Regions from separate parts of the Mus musculus genome. Here all the other regions are linked to region 1. Evidence: chromatin contacts called from public HiCAR-type and promoter capture Hi-C data. All regions are on one chromosome and are shown on one strand. Each heading gives the region's core, a stretch centred on a gene start, on an enhancer-like site or on the middle of the called end of the contact. The rest is flanking DNA. Distances are from core to core; before and after follow the strand shown. Region 1 holds the start of Atg4a (autophagy related 4A, cysteine peptidase). Region 2 holds the start of Tmem164 (transmembrane protein 164). Region 3 holds the start of Kcne1l (potassium voltage-gated channel, Isk-related family, member 1-like, pseudogene). Region 4 holds the start of Tbc1d8b (TBC1 domain family, member 8B). Region 5 holds the start of Nxt2 (nuclear transport factor 2-like export factor 2).

Region 1 (3,457 bases), core at 482-2,981:
CCACCTCTGCAGTCCTGCCGAGGTTTCTTTAAAACAGAATCCTAAAGGCCATGACTGTTCACCTCTAATTATTTCAGCACCTAAAAAATAAAATCACTTTTGTAAAACAAACAAGCACAAGATCATTATTGGACCTTTTAAAGTGACATTCCTTAACTCTTTGTCATGGTGGTAATGCAAACCTTCCAGAACTTGGGAGGCTGGACAGGAGGATCTTCATTGGAAGGACAGCCTGGATTACATAGGGAGATCATATCTTAAATAACAACAAAAAATTTACATAAAGTAAAAAAAATTATCCCACTTAAAACCAATAGTCTCCTATAAGCCCATTTCCAGGTGGTTTACATCTGGATGCAAATAAAGTCTATAAATTAATTGCATTTGGTTGTTGTATTTAACTTCTTAATCCTGATTAGCAGTCTCTTTTATGTCACTGACTCCTTATTTTTAGTGGATTAAGTCTTAATACACGTTATTAAATTTAAACCACATCACCAGACCATCACAAAAGCAAACGCGGTGAACATAGGGGAATTCTACTGTTGAGTAATAAAGGAAAATTCCAGGACAAAAAAAAGCAGTCTCTCCGATTTCTCTTCTAAAAGAGACAACATGGAAGTTCTGAAGTATGATGTACTGTCTTACTAATGTTTAACACTTGCCTCTCAACACAGAAGGCAACCTATGATTTGGAAAGTCACAATAAAAACCTGAGACTTAGTTGATCTGAACAGAAATACTTCCCAATGTCCATTCTCTTTTGTTTGCCACAGTTCACTCGCCCCACATGGAACCCCATTCTTTCTTCACAGTGTAAATCACCTCCCCTTCTATACAAAGCCCTTCCCAACTATTCCTATCATGTCTTCTCCTTCTATGTTCTGAAATGATGTAAACTTCTTTCTGGGGGATTTAAAATATGTAATAAGACATGTACCGTTATTTCATTTATGCCTGTTTTTTTCCGACTTGACTGAAATTCCCAGCTCCTCTCAAACTTCCTGACATACACACAAAGGGCATTTGGTTACTCGTGGGCCACTGACTGGGATTACAACTAAAGAAAAATCCACCTAACAAGCTTTTTTCACAGATCTCCATCGCGCTGTCTCTTAACTCTGGAAATTTCTGAGAAAAGCGGTGGGTGTTCTAGAAATATATGAAATTCAGCAAGCTTAGCTTCCCCTCCCCACCCTGTCCCAAAGTCTCTGAGGGGTTACAGTTGGACCAGGAGTCGTGTTTTAACCCAAGGCTACTAGAGGGAGGAGTGGGCGGGAGGAGCGCAGAAGTGGCCTCACACCAAGTTAGGACCCGGAAGCCATGTAGGGCTTCGTTGACACCCGCTGCTAGGCGACAAGCCCTCGGGCTGGTTTACCTGATCAGTTCTAGTAGCCAGAGATTTATCAGCCAAAATGCGCTCCTTCAACTCATCCAGCTTCCCACTGTAGGCCAGGTTACAGATCATTATGTTAGACACACACCCCTCCATTTCGCCTTCCCAAGACCTCCGTGAAACTCAAGCCCCGCCCACTCGCATTTCCTGTTCCGGCGACCAATCAAAGTACTAGAAATTCTCCAATCACTGATCTTTGTTTTCCTTGTAGCCCCGCCCATAGCCTGGAGCTTCTGGGAGTTGCAGTTTGAAAGCAGATCCAGGCCTGGAGGCGTCTTTGGAAGTCACTCAGTTCCGGGTCCTAGCAAAGTGGAACTACAAGTCCCAGAATCCTTAGAGAAAGCCGTAGTCAAGTTGCCGGTGGAATTGGCCCAGGATGACAGCTGGAGAATGGAGTCAGGTAATGGGAGCGGCTTCTGGTAGTACTGTGTGAAAAAGCTAGGGTGGGTGGTCTTTGGTGGGCCAGTAAGTTGGCCACATGAAATGAAAACTGTAGCAGCGCAAGAGAGTTCTGGGATCCTACAGATCTTGTCCCTCGGGGCCCTCACTTGCAGTGGCAGGCGGAAGGGACAGAGTTGGAGCAGAGTACTACCTCTGAGCTTGAACCATTGACTGTAGCTACCCTCCCCCTCCCTACCACTGTTTAAGGAGTGGAAAGAAGCACAGGCTAGTTACTCTGGCATTTCTCCGGAGTGGCATCAGAGTAAGGCTCTGCTACAACACAGGTTATACATTACACCATACAGAGGTGATGTGCCAGAATGATGCTAAAGACAGGGTGTGATGCCATAGGAGCCACTAGATACCTAAGAGACCTCAGTGAGTAACAGCGGTCACCTTAGGGATATCAGGGTATATGATGTTGTCACTTTAATAACATGGTAATGGCAATTACCATCGAGACTTTGCTAGATTGCTAAGCTAACAATGTGGATTTTTTTTTAAAGGTGAATTTCCAAATAGTGCTGCAGCAGAAGAGATGCAAGGCTTATCTTTTATAGAAAATATCAAAAAAGACATTAGAAAAATGTTAAAGATATATTTTTTAAAGTGACTGATGAAGTTTGTCTCCTTTGTTATGGTATAGAACAGGGCTTAGCAAACTTTTTATATAACGCCAGATCATAGTTATTTTAAGCTTTGCAGGACAGATGATAAAACCAACTCGAGAACACAAGTTATGACAAATGTTAATTGATGAAATTCGGGATATAATAATAGTGGAGTATGTGTTTATATAATGCTTTTAGCTTTTTAAAATTTTGTGTGAGTGTGTTTTCTGCCTGCATGTGTGTCTGTACACCGTGTGAATGTTGGATCCTCTGAGATCTGAGTTAGACAGTGTGAGTTGCCATGTGTGTACTGAGAATTGAACTCAGGTCTTCTGGAAGAGCAACCAGTGCTCTTAAACCCTGAGCCATCTTTCCAGACCCCAGTGAAATTTATTTTTAACACAGAAATACTAAGAGAACGGAATTCTTTGAGGGAAGTACTGTTTGCTTAGCTGATGTTTAAAGTTGCTATTTTCTATCATTAAAATTTATTCCAAATGTTCTTTTTAATCTTTAGAAAACTCTTTGAAAATATGTTTTCATGCAGTAAGTTATGTCCAAATATTGATAATCCAGGAACATATTCTTTTAAATACTAATTATTTTATTGCATCTTATTGATTGTGTGTGACCTGATTCAGCTTCTAAGAGTGTTGGTTTCTCTCCTCTCCTCTCCTCTCCTTTCCTCTTCTCTCTTCTCCCTCCCTCCCTCCCTCCCTCCTTCCCTCCCTCCGTGTGTGTGTGTGTGTGTGTGTGTGTGTGTGTGTGTGTACACTTACATACATGATGCCTGGCATGAGTGTGGAAGTCAGAGAACACTATTGGGAGTTGATTCTCTCCTTCAAGCATGTTGGGCCTGGGGATTTACCACAGGACATTGGGCTTACTTATGGAACCATCTGGAAAGCCATAAATTCTGATTTTGATTTAAATCAATGTAATAATTTTTCCATAAAGGTTTTAGATTTATAGAAAAATTGCAAAGTCCAGTGCAGTGACTCACACCTTT
Region 2 (3,457 bases), core at 572-3,071, 1.7 Mb after region 1:
CCTAAGGAGGGCCAAGTGAGTGCCTCTGAACTGATCTTGTTCCTGGCCATTCTTTATTAGTTAGCCTCTTGAAAAACATCCTGCCTTTGGTGGATGCTTCAAAAAGCTTAAAGTCAGACAAGCTTGCCTGGCTGTATTTGTTAGGTTGCAAAGGATGGGAAGGTATCGGCCTGATAATCCAGGAGACTGTAGTTTACATCTTAAGACTGGCTTACAGTCGACATCAGAAAGTGTTTCCTAAGCAAGGTACCTAACTGTGGTTTTTCTGGATATTCTTCTAACGTATGCGAGTCTGCAATAAATATTAAACCAATATGAGGTACATTCTGAGTAGTTCTTTCCTTAATTACCGGCCCTTAGAGGAGCCAGCCCAGCCACGAGGTAGAGAGCGTCAGAGAAGAGGGGGCCCCCTGGACCCAGCTAGCGCTCACTTTTCCTGGCTGTTCTTTCCAAGGTGGGGTTAGGAAGCAGCTGCGCTCTCTCTGTCTCTCGCTCTCTGTGTCTCTCTGTCTCTGTCTCTGTCTCTCTCTGCGGGTGGGGGACGGGGGTGGGGAGGGAAAGAGGTCAGGAGAATCTTCTTTTCCTCCACCAAGTCTATCACTGAAGGTTCGCTGTGGTCGGAAGGGGGCGGAGAGGAAGAAGGACGGCAGGAGGGAAGGAGGGAGAGAGCCAGCAAGGTTTGTGTAGGGTGGGGGGAGGGGGGAGAGAGAGAAAAGCATCAGAGCTGGGTTAGAAGGAGTCCGAGGAGAAATCCTCAAATTTAGGCACTCAAGAAGAAAGTGAGGCTGTGACAAGAAGGTGAGCAATACTTTTATGGTCTTTTTTTTTTTTTTTTTTTGAATCTCCCATTTCAAGGCCGAAGGGAGGAAGCAGGAAGTCCATACTCAGCACACTCCCCAAGCTAAAGCCTGTCCATCAGTTTCACAGCCTTACTCCTAGAAGTTAGCGAGGACCGGCTGAGTGCCCAGTATGTGGTCAGGTATGCAAAGTAGTGGCCCGAGAACCAGGTCAACGGAGGAGTTAGTCCGCCAGGCTTAGGTGGGGAGGTGAATTCAGTCACAGTGGCGAAAGAGCAAAACTGTGCGCGAGTGCACGCTTGGAGTGCAGAAGACCAGGCTGGAGAAGGAGGAGGAAAGAGGCGGGGATGGGGCCTCCGAGGGTAGCAGGGTGGGGGCGGGGGTGGGGTGGGGTGGGGTGGGGAGCAGAGAGGAAGCAGGGCAGGAGGTGGGAAGCGAGGACGAAGTGGGTAGGCTGTGGAGGGAAGGCTGCGAGGCGGGGCAGTGGTGGCTTGAAGACGTGTGTATGTGTGTGTGTGTGTGTGTGTATGTGTGTGTGTAGGGAGGGAGTGAAGTGGATCGGAGGAGTGTGTGTGTGTGTGTGTGTGTGTAGGGAGGGGGTGAAGTGGACGGGAGGAGGGCCGAAGGTGGAGGGAGTTGGCGACGAGGGGGTGGAGAGAGGGAGGGGAAACCGGAGGAAGCGAGCGGCGGCTGCCGGGGGAGGAAGGCAAGGAGGAGGAGCCGGAGCGGCGGCGGTGGCGGCTGCTGCTGCTGCTGCGGCCGCCTGGGGAGCCCAGCCGAGTGCCGCCTGGGGCTGCGGGGAGTGAGGGGAGACGGAGAGTTCGGTGGAGCCCGGGCAGCGGAGCCGAGCAGCGGGTGAGTGGAGCCCCAGGGGGACTCGGCGGCCAGTCCTCGGGGGGCCGGACGAGGAGGAGCGGGAAGATGGAGCGGTGGCGGCGGGGCGGAGGGTGGCGGCCCCATGGCCCGGCCCCTGGCTGGCCCCGCGTCCCCGCCCTCCCTCTCGGCTTCCTCCCGCCGCCCGCCTGCGCCTGGGGGGCTGGTCCGGAGCAGGCGGAGGGCTGAGGGTGGCGCTGGCCCGGAGGGCGGGCGTGAGGGGCCAGGGGGGGTGGAGCTGGGGGTTCGGGGGTGTACCCAGGGGCGGGAGGCTGGACCGGGACTGCTCTAAATTGGCTGGAGAGGGGGCCCCGTCGGCGGCGAAGTTGCTAGCTGGGGGCAGAGACGGCCACGCGGTTGCAGGAGTAAGACCCCCCCCCCCTCTCGTGGAGTGGCTGAGACGAGGAGTCCGGCGTCCCTGCCCTCCCCGTCGCCCTCCCCGCCTGCCCAGCCCTGCTAGCTTCTCTCCTAGCCTCCGCGTGTCCCCTCTCTCTCTCACCCCCTTCTGCCTCCCGCTTGGCTCCCTCGGCAGTGCCTAGTGCCGGGCCCCCTAGGTCCCAGTCCTGACCCTCTTGGCCTCCAACTTGCCTTCACCCGTGCTTGCTTGGCCACCACTCCCGTTCCCCTTTTCTTCCCTCACTAGTTACCCCTCCCCGCTTCGTTAATTCCCGTGCAATTGCCTCTTTGAGACCTTTTTTTCCTCTCCTTCCTTTTAGATTGGCCAACGGCTCCTTTCAACCCTGCCTCGTTGGTGGCCACTGGAGAAGCGCGGGGGGCTCCCCAGACAGCCGTGGGGACAAGTTAGAGCCAGCACTTTATCCCGGGCCTCGCGTGTAGCTTTCCCTCCCCTGTTCTAGGTGCCCCAGTGTCCAGAGGGGGGTGCGGGTGTGCCCTCCTTACATGTTCCACCGCCCGGGCAACCCTTCGGTCTCGTGTTCCATCTCGCTCTTGCTTCCTGTACCGTAGTCAAGTGGAGCCACTTTGCATCATGTCCCGGTATAGCTACCAAAGTCTCCTGGACTGGCTCTATGGGGGCGTCGACCCCAGTTTTGCAGGCAATGGGGGCCCCGACTGTGCTGCCTTCCTGTCTTGGCAGCAGCGGCTGCTGGAAAGTGTGGTGGTCCTGACCCTGGCCCTGTTGGAGATCCTGGTGGCCCTGCGGCACATCCTGAGGCAGAAGGAGGACGGTAGGGGTGGCCGTAGCAGCCAGCCACAGCAGGTGACCCAGCGGCCAGAGGAAGGCAAGGAGAGCCTGAGCAAGAATCTGCTCTTAGTAGCCCTGTGCCTGATCTTCGGGGTGGAGGTGGGCTTTAAGTTCGCCACCAAGACCGTCATCTACCTGCTCAACCCTTGTCACCTGGTCACCATGATGCATGTGAGTCTGTTGACTTTTTCCTGGGCAGCCTAAGTGATAAGAGTCATTAGCGTGCTCAGGACACTGGTGTGTAGAGCACTTCGTTCCCGTGGGAAGTGGGACCCTTACAAATGCTTTTCCAACCAGCATCCGCTTTTGTGCTAGTAAACTTCAGCATTGCACAACAGGTCAGCCCCACAGTGGAGGTGAACCCTAGAAATGACTTGCACTTGGAGCCCCATGCCCCTCCCATCTCAGCTCTGCTGGGGCCTGGCCTTTTCACCAGCAGGAAGTCCAGCCCCAGCTAGGTGACCATTCAGGATCACATCTGTGGCGCATGGCCAGCACTCCTGCCTTTTGTAGTAGTTTCCCAAGGGGCCTGGTGACAGGCTTTCCTGGAGGTGGTGGTCACACAAGCTTCTTTGTCTCCACT
Region 3 (3,457 bases), core at 656-3,155, 1.3 Mb after region 1:
AGTTTTATGTATTTGTACCATATCTGCAGCACCCCCTCCCTCCGACTTCTTCCATGTCTTGAGGGTTTTTTTTTAAATTAGCATTGTCTTTTTTAAAAGTGATGAGGAATTAAGAAAAAGGGAAGAGGCGATAAAGCAGTTAAAACTTCTGAAACACATTTAAAACAAAAACAAAAACATTCAGACACAGAAACTTCTTCACTATGTTGCCCAGGCAGGCCTTGAAATCTTGGGTTCAAATGATCTTCCTGCCTCAACACCTTCAGTAGCTGGGACTCTGCATATGCTCTTTCCTTCCCCCCACCCCACCCCCACAGCTACCATATTCAGCCTATAGTCAATATAGAAATCACCACCACCCAATTTCCAAACATCATCTCCAAACAAAAAAATAGACAGTTCCCTGTCTATCCAGTAGTGGGTCTCAAGGCTGGGATCTTTGAGACAAGAGTCTTGAGCTACTGATTAACAAACTTTATTACCTGCCTGTAAGATTCCCCAAGGTTACAGAGCTAGGGATGACTGGCCCTGAATGAAGCATACATACATTGCAGTAATAACTGAACCAATATAAGAGATGCATTTGGGATTATTAAGGCTAAGCAACTAGTAATGATTATCCAAGCCAGATGTCCAAAGCACTAATACTCAGACCATTGGGATGGCAATTAGGGGGACAGGAAAACAAGAACACCATACCCCTGGGACCATAGATCTTCCTTTCCCATTGAACCTTCCCTCCCCTTCAGTCCATTCTATGCCACAATAGTGTCTCCCTAATAGCCCGCTGAAGGAAAAGATGTCTGAGGTCTCTTCGTGCTCTTTGTCTCTGTCCCCAAGGCAACAGAAAGCTTGAGCTGCTGCAGCGGGCCTGGCAGTGATGGCTAACCCCATTAGCTGTGCAGACTGAGCAGTCCTTGGCAGCCCCTGGAGCAGCTGCCAGTTAAACGGCCCCAGAGTTCTGCTAGACTTCGTTGCTTCGATTCAATGCCAAGTGTTGGACGTGCTGGATTCTGTTCCCAGAAGGCTAGAGCATGGTGTTGGGGCTGGCTGAAGACAAGAAAGCAGAGGCAGTTTAATTCGGTTGGATATGCGGGGTAGGGGTGCCTGCCGGCATGGAAGGGAGGGGAGAGAGAAGGTGGTCGGGTGTGAGTAAGGCGCTGCTTCTTCTTCCAGGGCCTTGCCTTGAAGGGTTCTGACCTCTCATCATCTTCTGGGCCTCGGGTAAAGCGAGCTCTGGAACGGCAGTAAAAGCGCGGGAGCCAGGCCCAGGGATAAGCAAAATGAGGAGGACAGCGGATCTAGACCCTCTCAGCGCCCTGAGCCAGCGCAGGCAGCGCCCCTGCTGCGAGCTGGTGGCCGCCCTCAGCCAGCAAGCCCTGGCCATTCTCCGGGTCGGCAGATGCGATGGCAGCGGGGACCCATTCCTGCTCAGCAACACAGGCCAGGGGTGGCTCATCCTTGGCCTCGACGAGCTTGCGGGAGCGGGTGTAGGCCAGGATGAGGCCTCCGGCTAGGCAGGCATAGAAGATCATGATGAGTAGGATGTAGAGATAAGCGTCGTTACCCTTGGCGCTGGTCGCCTCGCGGCCCACGAAAGGGTCAGGGACGACCCCCATGCCCATGCTCGGGCCGGTTCCGATGCCCAGGCCGCTGGCGTTGCCACGATGGTGCAGCTCCAGCAGCAAGCGGTTCAAGAGGGTTTGCAGCCGTTGGCTCTCGCTGCAGTTCATAGCTGTTGGAGAGTGGCACGGAGGCTCCAGGACGCAGTTGACCTTTCCCCCTGGACAAGGGGAAGCAAGCGAGCAAGGGGAGCAAGCAGAGCAGGCAGGGTGCAGAGACTTCGACAGCGAGGTGGCACCCAGCTCCCCGGCAGGCGCTCAGTGACTGGGGCCTCAGGCCGGGCCTTCCTTATCCCCTCACCCCTGCTCCTCCTCCCCTTCCCCACCACGCCCCCTCCAGCCCGCCGCCGCCTCTTTCCAGGCTCAGACTGTCTGGCCACTTAGGGGAAAGGGGACAGCTGGTAGGGGGAGGAGAAGGGGACAAGGGATGGGGCGAGCCCAGAGGAGGGGCGGAGAGGGTGGGGGCTCGGAATGCGCGAGGCCCCAGGCAGCAGAGGTTGGCAAGGCTGCATACTGGGGCCAAGCCTGGACCCTGGGCTGCGGAAGAGAATTCCTTCCAAGTTCTAGCCACCAGCCCTGCAGGCCTGGCTTTGGCCCAGATACAGCAGCCGCCTGCCTCCCCTAAGACAGAACCTGCCCTGGAGCATGCCCAAGCAAGATTTCAGATGTCTTCCATCAGCACTAGCTGGATTATGGCAGCTGAGACCCCTTGTTCACATCCTACCCCTGTTAGTCAAGGCCTATTTCCTTTCTAGTCCTCACACATTTTTCTCACATTTTCCCACCTGTGGTCTGAAGAGAGTGTCTTAGTTAGAAAATACCCAAGGCAAATTTGGTGCCAGAGTGATTGATCACGTAGGCCAACACAATGGAAGACTCCCAGGTTGTTCAAAATGCTCCCTAAATAATACACCAGACTGCAGGGAAGTAGTCTTGCTTGCTCCGATAGCACACCTTGACAGTCACCCATGTGCCTTCAGATGTGCATGGTCTATGCACAGTGTTACCTTGTTTCCTTTGACCAAGCCATCTTCCCAGAAATGACGTCTAATTCCACTATTAGGAGGAGCAGGGACAACAACAACAACAAAATTCTATGACTCTCTAGATGTCTTTGGGTCTGAAAAATGCCCTTTCTAGAAAACATACTTCTCAGTCAATGCTGTGGGACTCTCCAAGGCTTGATAGTAACTCTAGTGTCTGATGGCTTCTGGAACAGTCATGTTTTCTTGGGGTAGGGGGAAACAGGCAATTGGACAAAGATCAGTTCCAGGCATGTCTAACCTTAGGACTGGGGGCCACAGGCTTCACAGGATAAACATGATTGCAGTCAAGAACGTTTGTAGATGACAATATCACGTATTATTCCCAAACTTTAAGCTGTCTTAAATTGAATATAGACTAAGAAAAGGATTTGTAGACAAGAGAAGTAGACAAAGTGAGGTAGTGGTGGTCAGGTCTGGCTGCATGGAGACAATAATGAGAGAACGGCTGAAAAAAAGCCTATGCCCTCTGGACACTCAGGGAGCTAAGCTGCCTGATCAATAAATGCCATTTGATCCAGAGGCCAAGCTGTAAGTGCCAGGGGGTCTTCATATTTTATTTTATGTGTTTGAGTATTCTACCCACGTGAGTTTCTGTGCACAGCATGAATGTCTTGTGCTTGCAGAGACCTGAAGCGGGTATCAGATAGCCCCCTGGAACTTGAGTTGCAGACGGTTATTGAGCTAAGATTGAACCTGGGTCCTCAGAAGAGCAGCAAGTGCTCTTAACTGTCAAGCCATCTCCCCAGCCTTGCTTTGACATTTTAAAGAGCTTTGCTGGCATCTTTGCCC
Region 4 (3,457 bases), core at 605-3,104, 1.3 Mb before region 1:
TGGCTAGAATGTAAATAAATAAAATAAGTAAAAAAAAGAGTTGCCTCGGTCATGGTATCCTTTCACAGCGATGAAAATCCTAACTAAGACACTTATTAATGAGCATAGCATGCGATACATTAAGTTCCAGGACAATATCAGCAGCGATATTCAAGATTGTTTGTAATTCCTAAGTATTTTACAGGAATATTCATAATTGGACAATGAAAAGAATGCCATGGTATTTTAAATGTGGTTTTAGAGAAACAATTATTTGCAAAGACTTGAAGTACATTATGATCAAGACAAATTTTAGCGCAATAGACATAATTCAATTTGAAAACTGTTTTCTTTATACAATCAGTGAAGTGTTTGTTTATAAATGCAAAAGTGTTCTAAATCCCCAGCTCCAGCTCCAAGCTGGAAGTGGGCCTGATCTTAAGACAGAGTATCTGGGTAGCCCTGGCTGGGTTCAGCGTACAGAGAAGGAACCATCCAATCCTGATGCTCTTTGCCATAACTAGAACCATAAGCATACTGACGGACAATGGCGGCTGGAACTGTACAAATGAAGGAAGACAAAGGCTATCCACATTTGCTGCATTTATTGACCTTTTACTGTGAAGAAATGGAGAAACGATGTGCCTTAATACACCTTCAAAGGGTGACTTTGCGCTAGGAAACACTCTGCCTTGGGATTTTGCTTTGTTGGTGGTGGTGATGGTTGCGTTTTTCTTCCACAAAAATAAATACTTGCTTGTGACATATACCTGCTTCGCCAGAAACCGCCCAAGTCTTGGAAGATTTAGCCTGGAGACACTCCTTGGGGCAGAGTTCACTGGCTCCAGGACTCCTAGTCTGAGTGTCCCAGTCCATTGTCTTAGCCACATGGCCCTATATCTTTATTTTGAATACCTTGCCAACTTCTCAGGACCTTTTATTTGCATTCTTTCTGTAAGCCAGTTTTCACTTTCACTCTATTCTTTTCCTGTCGGGATTGAGTTATCCTAACAACAACAATAACAACAACCAGCCCTCAAATAATTCCTCACAGCAGAACTCTTTCATTTTAGTGCGTAGGCTGTTGTGCAGCATTGTCAAGGTATCAAGAAAATAGGCTGCCCTGCCCTGCAAGGAATTTCGGGTGTTTGTTTGTTTTTTAAGGTTAAAAAAAAAAAAAAGAAATACCTAAAAAGTTGGAGTAGAGATTTTTCAGCCAGTAGTCAAATAAACAGAGGCAGCATGGGGGAAGGGATAATCGCAAGTGTGTGTGTGTGAAGAAGTGTTTTCTGAGATTTACATTCTTCTGGTATGAATGGACAGAATTTAATTTAGGCAAGGCTTTTGAATAACAAGTCTATTCACCCACTGTGAGAGCGTGGGTAAGTAACTTCGCTTGCTAGCGCTTAGCGAGCAAAGCGGAGGATCCACTTTGAAAGATTTCCCTGAGGATTACCTGAGAAATCACCTACTACCTAATAGGCGCAAAGTAAATGGAAGTTGCTGCAGGCTACTGCTTCCTGGATGGGCCATTACTCAAAAATGCCGGAAACTTTGTTTTCAACAAACTAGTCCTCTCACTATAAAAGAACTAGGAACACTGCTGTCATACACGGGGTTAGCTTATTTGAAGCAAAAAGACAAAAGAAAACCCTCTTTAACTTTACACAGGCTAAACTCACTTAACTGGTGGCGGGAGCGCCTCAAAGGCGCCCCCAACCCACCCAACTAGTAACCCAGTGCATTGTGGGAAATGTAGTCTAGGGCTATATTAGACCGGGTACGGGAAAAGTGGATAGAAAACTACAACTCCCAAGAGGAGGTGAAGCGGGGCTATTTCCCAGTCTGGCAGTAGCTCCGTGGGAGGGAGTTGGCACTCTCTCTGCCTACGTGGGAGAGAAGGCACGGTTGGGGGAAGTGTGGAAAACCTCCGGAGGCGCCGCCGCCAACGGAAGACTTGGTGGGAGGAGAAGTAGAGGGGTAAAGACAGGCTGGGAGGGTGGAGGTGAGGAGGACAAATAGGTCGCCTCCGTTCCCGAGGCGGCACAAAGTTCTTCAAGATGTGGCTGAAGCCCGAGGAAGTGCTGTTGAAAAATGCGCTGAAGCTGTGGCTGATGGAAAGATCCAACGAGTACTTTGTCCTGCAAAGGCGTCGAGGCTACGGGGAAGAAGGAGGAGGGGGACTTACAGGTAAGAGGTTGTGGCCAGCTACACCTGCGTTAGGGCTGGGTCCGCTGTCACTGAATAGGTGGCAAGGCAAACAGTTACTCGTCGCTGCCCGCTGCCTCATCTTAAACCCAGGGCGACTGACTGGGGAATTCTGCTCCCGCCACCACCTTTCCTCTGCTACCACCGCGTCCTGACTGTCTTGCACAGGACTCCCAGTTGCTCTTTGGGTCTTACCGCGATAGGAGAAGCTAAGGGGGTTTCCAGTACCTGATGGGTCGCTTCCCATGGCGAAGGGGGCTGATGGGCAGTGCAGTGCGCTAGCTAGACTAGTCCCGTTAAGACAGGCGAGGAGAGCGGGTTCGCGGGTGTGGACTTAACTTTTTTTCCAAAACCTATACAAATAATCACCACCCTAGGGAGTGAGTGCGAGTGTGTGAGGGGCATTGCTAGGACATGGGAATCCTAAGGAGAACGAAGTGCCCCAATCACACCTTGAGAGAGAGGCTGCAAGTGAGATTTGGGTCGGGGCATGGGGCTGCTTGATGCTGGGGAAGTGAAGGAGTAGCCCTCAGAATTACTCACCTCCTCTCAGTTTCGCGTCTTTTGCTATATCCAAGTTTTCAACCCTTGGAATCCCTGTATTCTTCTAAGAGTACATTTCTCTCCAGTGAGTTTGGCTCTGCCCCTTCTTTCAAAGATGTGTAAACCAAACCAATTAAACAAGAAGGAGACTCAACTCTTCTAAGCCAGTCTCCCACAGTTGTTAATCTTAATTCAAAACTGGTCCATGTCTGAAGATTACAAAGAAGGCTGTTTTTAGATCCTTAGTCTTCCATAGGGGCTTTTTACAAATTTGGACCTTGGAGAGACAAGAGCTGTTTTTCATGGTAATTCTTAGTTTGGTATTAGGGCTTTGAAGTGGTGGAGCAGCTTAATTTGGGGAGGGTGATGTAGAGGGAAGAAGCAAAAATCTGACCACCTGAATTTTGATCATATCCTTACCTCTTGCCTGTTGGATGGCATTGATCAAATTCTTTCATATATGCAATCTTTTTTTTTTATGGTGGGTTTAAACTGCTTTTCTCTTCTGAGATTCTTTTTTTATTGATCATTTTATTTGTTTACATTTCAAATGTTATCCCCCTTCCTGGTTTCCCCTCCACACCCCCTTATCCCATATCTCCCTGCCCCCCTCCTCTTTGCCTCTATGAGGGTGCTCCTTCAACCAATCACCCACTCCTGCCTTACCACTCTTGATTCCACCTATGATGGGGTATAAAGTCTCATATATGCAATCTTAAGGTACCAC
Region 5 (3,457 bases), core at 283-2,782, 1.3 Mb after region 1:
GAGAAACCCTGTCCCGAAAAAAAAAAAAAAAAGAATACAGGAAGTGAGCATCATCGCCGACAAAAAAAAAAAAAAAAAAAAAAAAAAAAAAGTGAAGTAACTAAGGCGCACGCGCAGTGACGTTCAGTTGCTCAGCTTTGGAGAAGTGAGCGGTAACCGTTAGTGGGATAGTGAGAGCTGACGGAGGATAAAGATATGAAAAAATTTCGAAGTAACTGGTCCAATGGGGACCAACATTTTGGAAACTCGGGCAGTTCCTGGGTGGAGCCACAAATCAACTACAAATAGTAAGTTTATAGAAATATTTTGATTCAAAAATTAGAAGTCCGGCGGTAGCCGCTTTGAAATCATTGGTTTTTTTAAAAAATGGCAGTGATATTTAAAAATGGGAATGGGTGGGTAGGGAAGTGGGGGACTTTTGGGATAGCATTGGAAATGTAATTGAGGAAAATACGTAATAAAAAAAAAATGGCAGTGGGAACCGGGCGGTCGTGGGAGCCGGGCAGTCGTGGCGCACGCCTTTAATCCCAGCACTCAGGAGGCAGAGGCAGGCAGATTTCTGACTTCGAGGCCAGCCTGGTCTACAGAGTGAGTTCCAGGACAGCCAGGGCTATACAGAGAAACACTGTCTCGAAAAAAAACAAAAACAAAAAACAAAACAAAACAAAACAAAAACCAAAAAACAAAAACAAACAAAAAATGGCAGTGGAGTAGTGAAACATTACTTGTACTTAAATCCTAGGTAGTCGCTGGTTAATCACTTTTTTAAATAGACTGATAAGAAAATAATATTTAACTTATAGTTGTCATAAATAATTGAGTATGAGTAAAAATGTTTAGAAACGTGCTTGTGATCACTACTAAACTGTTTCTTGTCCTGCTGTTCTTGAATACGCTGTGGAAACACACACCGTAGGGTTTAGGGGGGTAGTCCTTGTTATATAATCCCCCCAGAGTGGCGAGAATCCGTGAAATGCTTGTATATTAAACCGTGAGAAATTGTAGGCAGCCCAGCGAAGCTTAGTGGCCAAGGCTCAAAATGGAGAACATTTTAGAACTTTAAACAGTTTTTAAACCCCACTGGCCGTACTTTAAACAGTTTTCAGCACCCCCTGTACTTTAAAATTTTTCAGCCCTCGTGCAGTTGGCGGTTGGTGTTACTTTCCATAAGTTCTGCCCCCTTTTCCTATTGGCTACGGACATAGATTCCCCCCCCCCCCGTTTCTCGTTGGCCTTCAAATTTTGGCCCCGCCTCCTCGTGTGAAGAGGTTCCCACCCAAAATTGAATATTTAATATTAACTTGTGCCAGGACAGGTAGCTGGGAACTTGAGATGTATTTGTTTTCCATATTAAGCTTACAAAAGCAAGGTCCTCCCCTTCTGTTTTGTTGGGGTTTTGGGGGGATGGTGTAGGTTGGTTAGTTTTTTCGTTTATCTGTTTCTCTTATGGTAAATAAACAGTTTGCAAGTAATTTAAAACGGATGGGCGGGATCACTCGGAACTGAAGGGAAACGCTGCTTAAAGTTGGAACATCGGGGTGATTTTAACACCGGACTGAGCTACTTCCGGGGGACAATGGGCGGGTTGAGAAATCTGTGCCATTGGCGAGGTTCGTTTTGTTGCTAAACATCTCATCCTTCCACAGCCAAAGGACCCAGACGAGCGCGGAAGTGCGGACATCTCCGGGGCCAGCTCTGGAGCAGACCATTTCCAGCCCCCTGATGGCCTTGGCAGTGGTGAGTGCGTGACACCTCCTGGCGCCCGCGGCTTGGCCGAGGAGCAAGCAAGCTAGGGCTCGGGCAGCGGAGGGGAGGGGAGGGCAGCGGAGGGGAGGGCAGCCGAGGGGAGGGCAGCGGAGGGGAGGGCAGCCGAGGGGAGGGGAGGGAGAGGGGAAGGGAGGGGAGGGGAGGGGAGGGGGGAGGGGAGGGGAGGGAGAAGGGAGGAGGCGCGAGCATGAGCGAGTGGCGAATCAGGCTCCAGCCCGCCAGCCCCTGGGGCGGAGCTCGCGCCCTCCGCCCGCCCCCTGCTCCGGAGATGGAGCGGCTGGTGGGAGTCCAGCAGCCTGTGTGAGGATGCAGCTCTGTGGCCGGTGGCTTTAGGTGGCCCTCTTTCCGTTGGCGCTTAAAGATAGATAGATAGATGATAGATAGATAGATAGATAGATAGATAGATAGATAGATAGATAGATAGATAGATAGATAGATAGATAGAGCAAGCAAAAGCTCCGGATCCCTGAAAAAGGGTGGCGATTGTTTTTATTTATTTCAAAGACTAGAACTGCCTCCACAAAAGGGTTACTTCATCAGGGATACTCTGGTGAGAATGGATCTGAGGGGTTTCATTTCTTAGGTTCTGCAATTCACTTCCAGACACGAGTGAGTGGTTATATAACGTAAGAAAAATGTCTCCGTGAGGCTGCTTAGACGTTCACTTCTATTTTGACAGGTTTTTTTTTTTTTTGGTTTTTTTGTTTGTTTGTTTGTTTTTTAATCGCAGTAGCTTTTGAGCTTGGTCATAAGCGCTTGAAATGAAGCGCTTTGCTAGCCTACTCAATAATTGCCCACACTTCACACCTAGGGTCCCTGCCTCTGCACATCTCCGAGTTACAGATACATGCCAAGCAAAGAACCAAGATTCATATGTGACGAATGAAAAGATGGGAGATGAATGTGTTTTAAAGACATACACCTAAAACTAGCAGCAGATTTTCAAGCAGAAATTTGTGCCTTAATCTTAATACTCAAATTTATGTCATAGGAGTGGAATTCAAATGCAGCTTTAGAATGATGAGCATAAATTGACAACTTCTTTTGTGTATTTTGTGCTTGAGGGGGGATTGGTGGAATTATAATCTACATTTGTGAATATTTTCTCGTAGAATTTTAAAACTTATGTGGATCAGGCATGTAGAGCTGCCGAGGAATTTGTCAATATTTACTATGAGACAATGGACAAAAGACGACATGTGAGTTTTATAGTCTCTATTGTTCTTTGTTTAAATTTTATTTTTAAAATACCATTTATCTGACCTGCATATGTAATTATGGTGCACAAGTTCTTGAAGAGTTGCTTTCATTTGAGTACAGTTTGGTGGATTGTTTTTATGTTGTTGTTCTTTTTTCAGTTTTGGTGTTGTTTTATTTTGTTTTATTGGTTTGGTTTGGGAAGTGTTTTGTTGTATTAAGTTTTTGTTTGGGTTTTTTGAAACCCAAACATGTTGGAAGGCTGGGGAAAAGATCTGGTGGGACTTGGGGGAGAGAAAGAATATGATCAAAATATATTTAAATTTAAAAACGTTTAAATAAAAATATAAAAAGAAAACGAGTTGCTTATAGAGGGCATGGTAAGGTATTGGTGGGGATATCAGCTCTGGAATCATAAGTTTGACTTTACCTAGTTCCATGTTCATAGGCAAAGTCCCAAGTTTTCTTTACCTCGTTTTATTTTTAAATAGAA

The links. Promoter capture Hi-C pulls out the DNA fragments that hold promoters and counts their contacts. HiCAR-type assays count read pairs that join an accessible place to other places. Capture Hi-C pulls out chosen DNA fragments and counts their contacts.
Region 2: a promoter capture Hi-C map of erythroid cells shows a contact between it and region 1, with 2.7 times the contacts expected there. The contact joins the promoter of Tmem164 here to the promoter of Atg4a in region 1. A contact is called at or near these places in 3 of 39 promoter capture datasets (the C10 cell line, erythroid cells and liver).
Region 3: a HiCAR-type map of astrocytes shows a contact between it and region 1, with 4 times the contacts expected there. The contact joins the promoter of Kcne1l here to the promoter of Atg4a in region 1. A contact is called at or near these places in 2 of 39 promoter capture datasets (embryonic stem cells and hippocampal neurons) and 1 of 115 datasets of contacts at active chromatin or transcription factors (astrocytes).
Region 4: a promoter capture Hi-C map of adipose tissue shows a contact between it and region 1, with 4 times the contacts expected there. The contact joins the promoter of Tbc1d8b here to the promoter of Atg4a in region 1. A contact is called at or near these places in 4 of 39 promoter capture datasets (hippocampal neurons, liver and pre-B cells), 1 of 484 Hi-C or Micro-C datasets (muscle stem cells) and 2 of 9 other capture datasets (adipose tissue and liver).
Region 5: a contact with region 1 is called in a promoter capture Hi-C map of pre-B cells, with 3 times the contacts expected there. The contact joins the promoter of Nxt2 here to the promoter of Atg4a in region 1. A contact is called at or near these places in 5 of 39 promoter capture datasets (the C10 cell line, the SN4741 cell line, hippocampal neurons and 2 more), 1 of 484 Hi-C or Micro-C datasets (uterus) and 1 of 9 other capture datasets (liver).

What each region holds. Positions count from the first base shown.
Region 1 is chrX:140,955,176-140,958,632 of GRCm38.p6, forward strand. Atg4a (autophagy related 4A, cysteine peptidase) reads left to right here and starts at 1,732. Exons shown (of 13, transcript NM_174875.5): 1 at 1,732-1,796. The coding sequence starts at 1,787. It overlaps Psmd10 (proteasome (prosome, macropain) 26S subunit, non-ATPase, 10), which reads right to left and starts at 1,536. Exons shown (of 5, transcript NM_016883.4): 1 at 1,379-1,536. The coding sequence starts at 1,492.
Region 2 is chrX:142,679,905-142,683,361 of GRCm38.p6, forward strand. Tmem164 (transmembrane protein 164) reads left to right here and starts at 1,822. Exons shown (of 7, transcript NM_001199360.1): 1 at 1,822-2,035; 2 at 2,387-3,045. The coding sequence starts at 2,659.
Region 3 is chrX:142,304,293-142,307,749 of GRCm38.p6, forward strand. It overlaps Kcne1l (potassium voltage-gated channel, Isk-related family, member 1-like, pseudogene), which reads right to left and starts at 1,906. Exons shown (of 1, transcript NM_021487.1): 1 at 461-1,906. The coding sequence starts at 1,733. The coding sequence ends at 1,302.
Region 4 is chrX:139,683,142-139,686,598 of GRCm38.p6, forward strand. It overlaps Tbc1d8b (TBC1 domain family, member 8B), which reads left to right and starts at 1,855. Exons shown (of 21, transcript NM_001081499.2): 1 at 1,855-2,169. The coding sequence starts at 2,040.
Region 5 is chrX:142,226,645-142,230,101 of GRCm38.p6, forward strand. Nxt2 (nuclear transport factor 2-like export factor 2) reads left to right here and starts at 1,533. Exons shown (of 4, transcript NM_172782.4): 1 at 1,533-1,737; 2 at 2,880-2,966. The coding sequence starts at 1,723.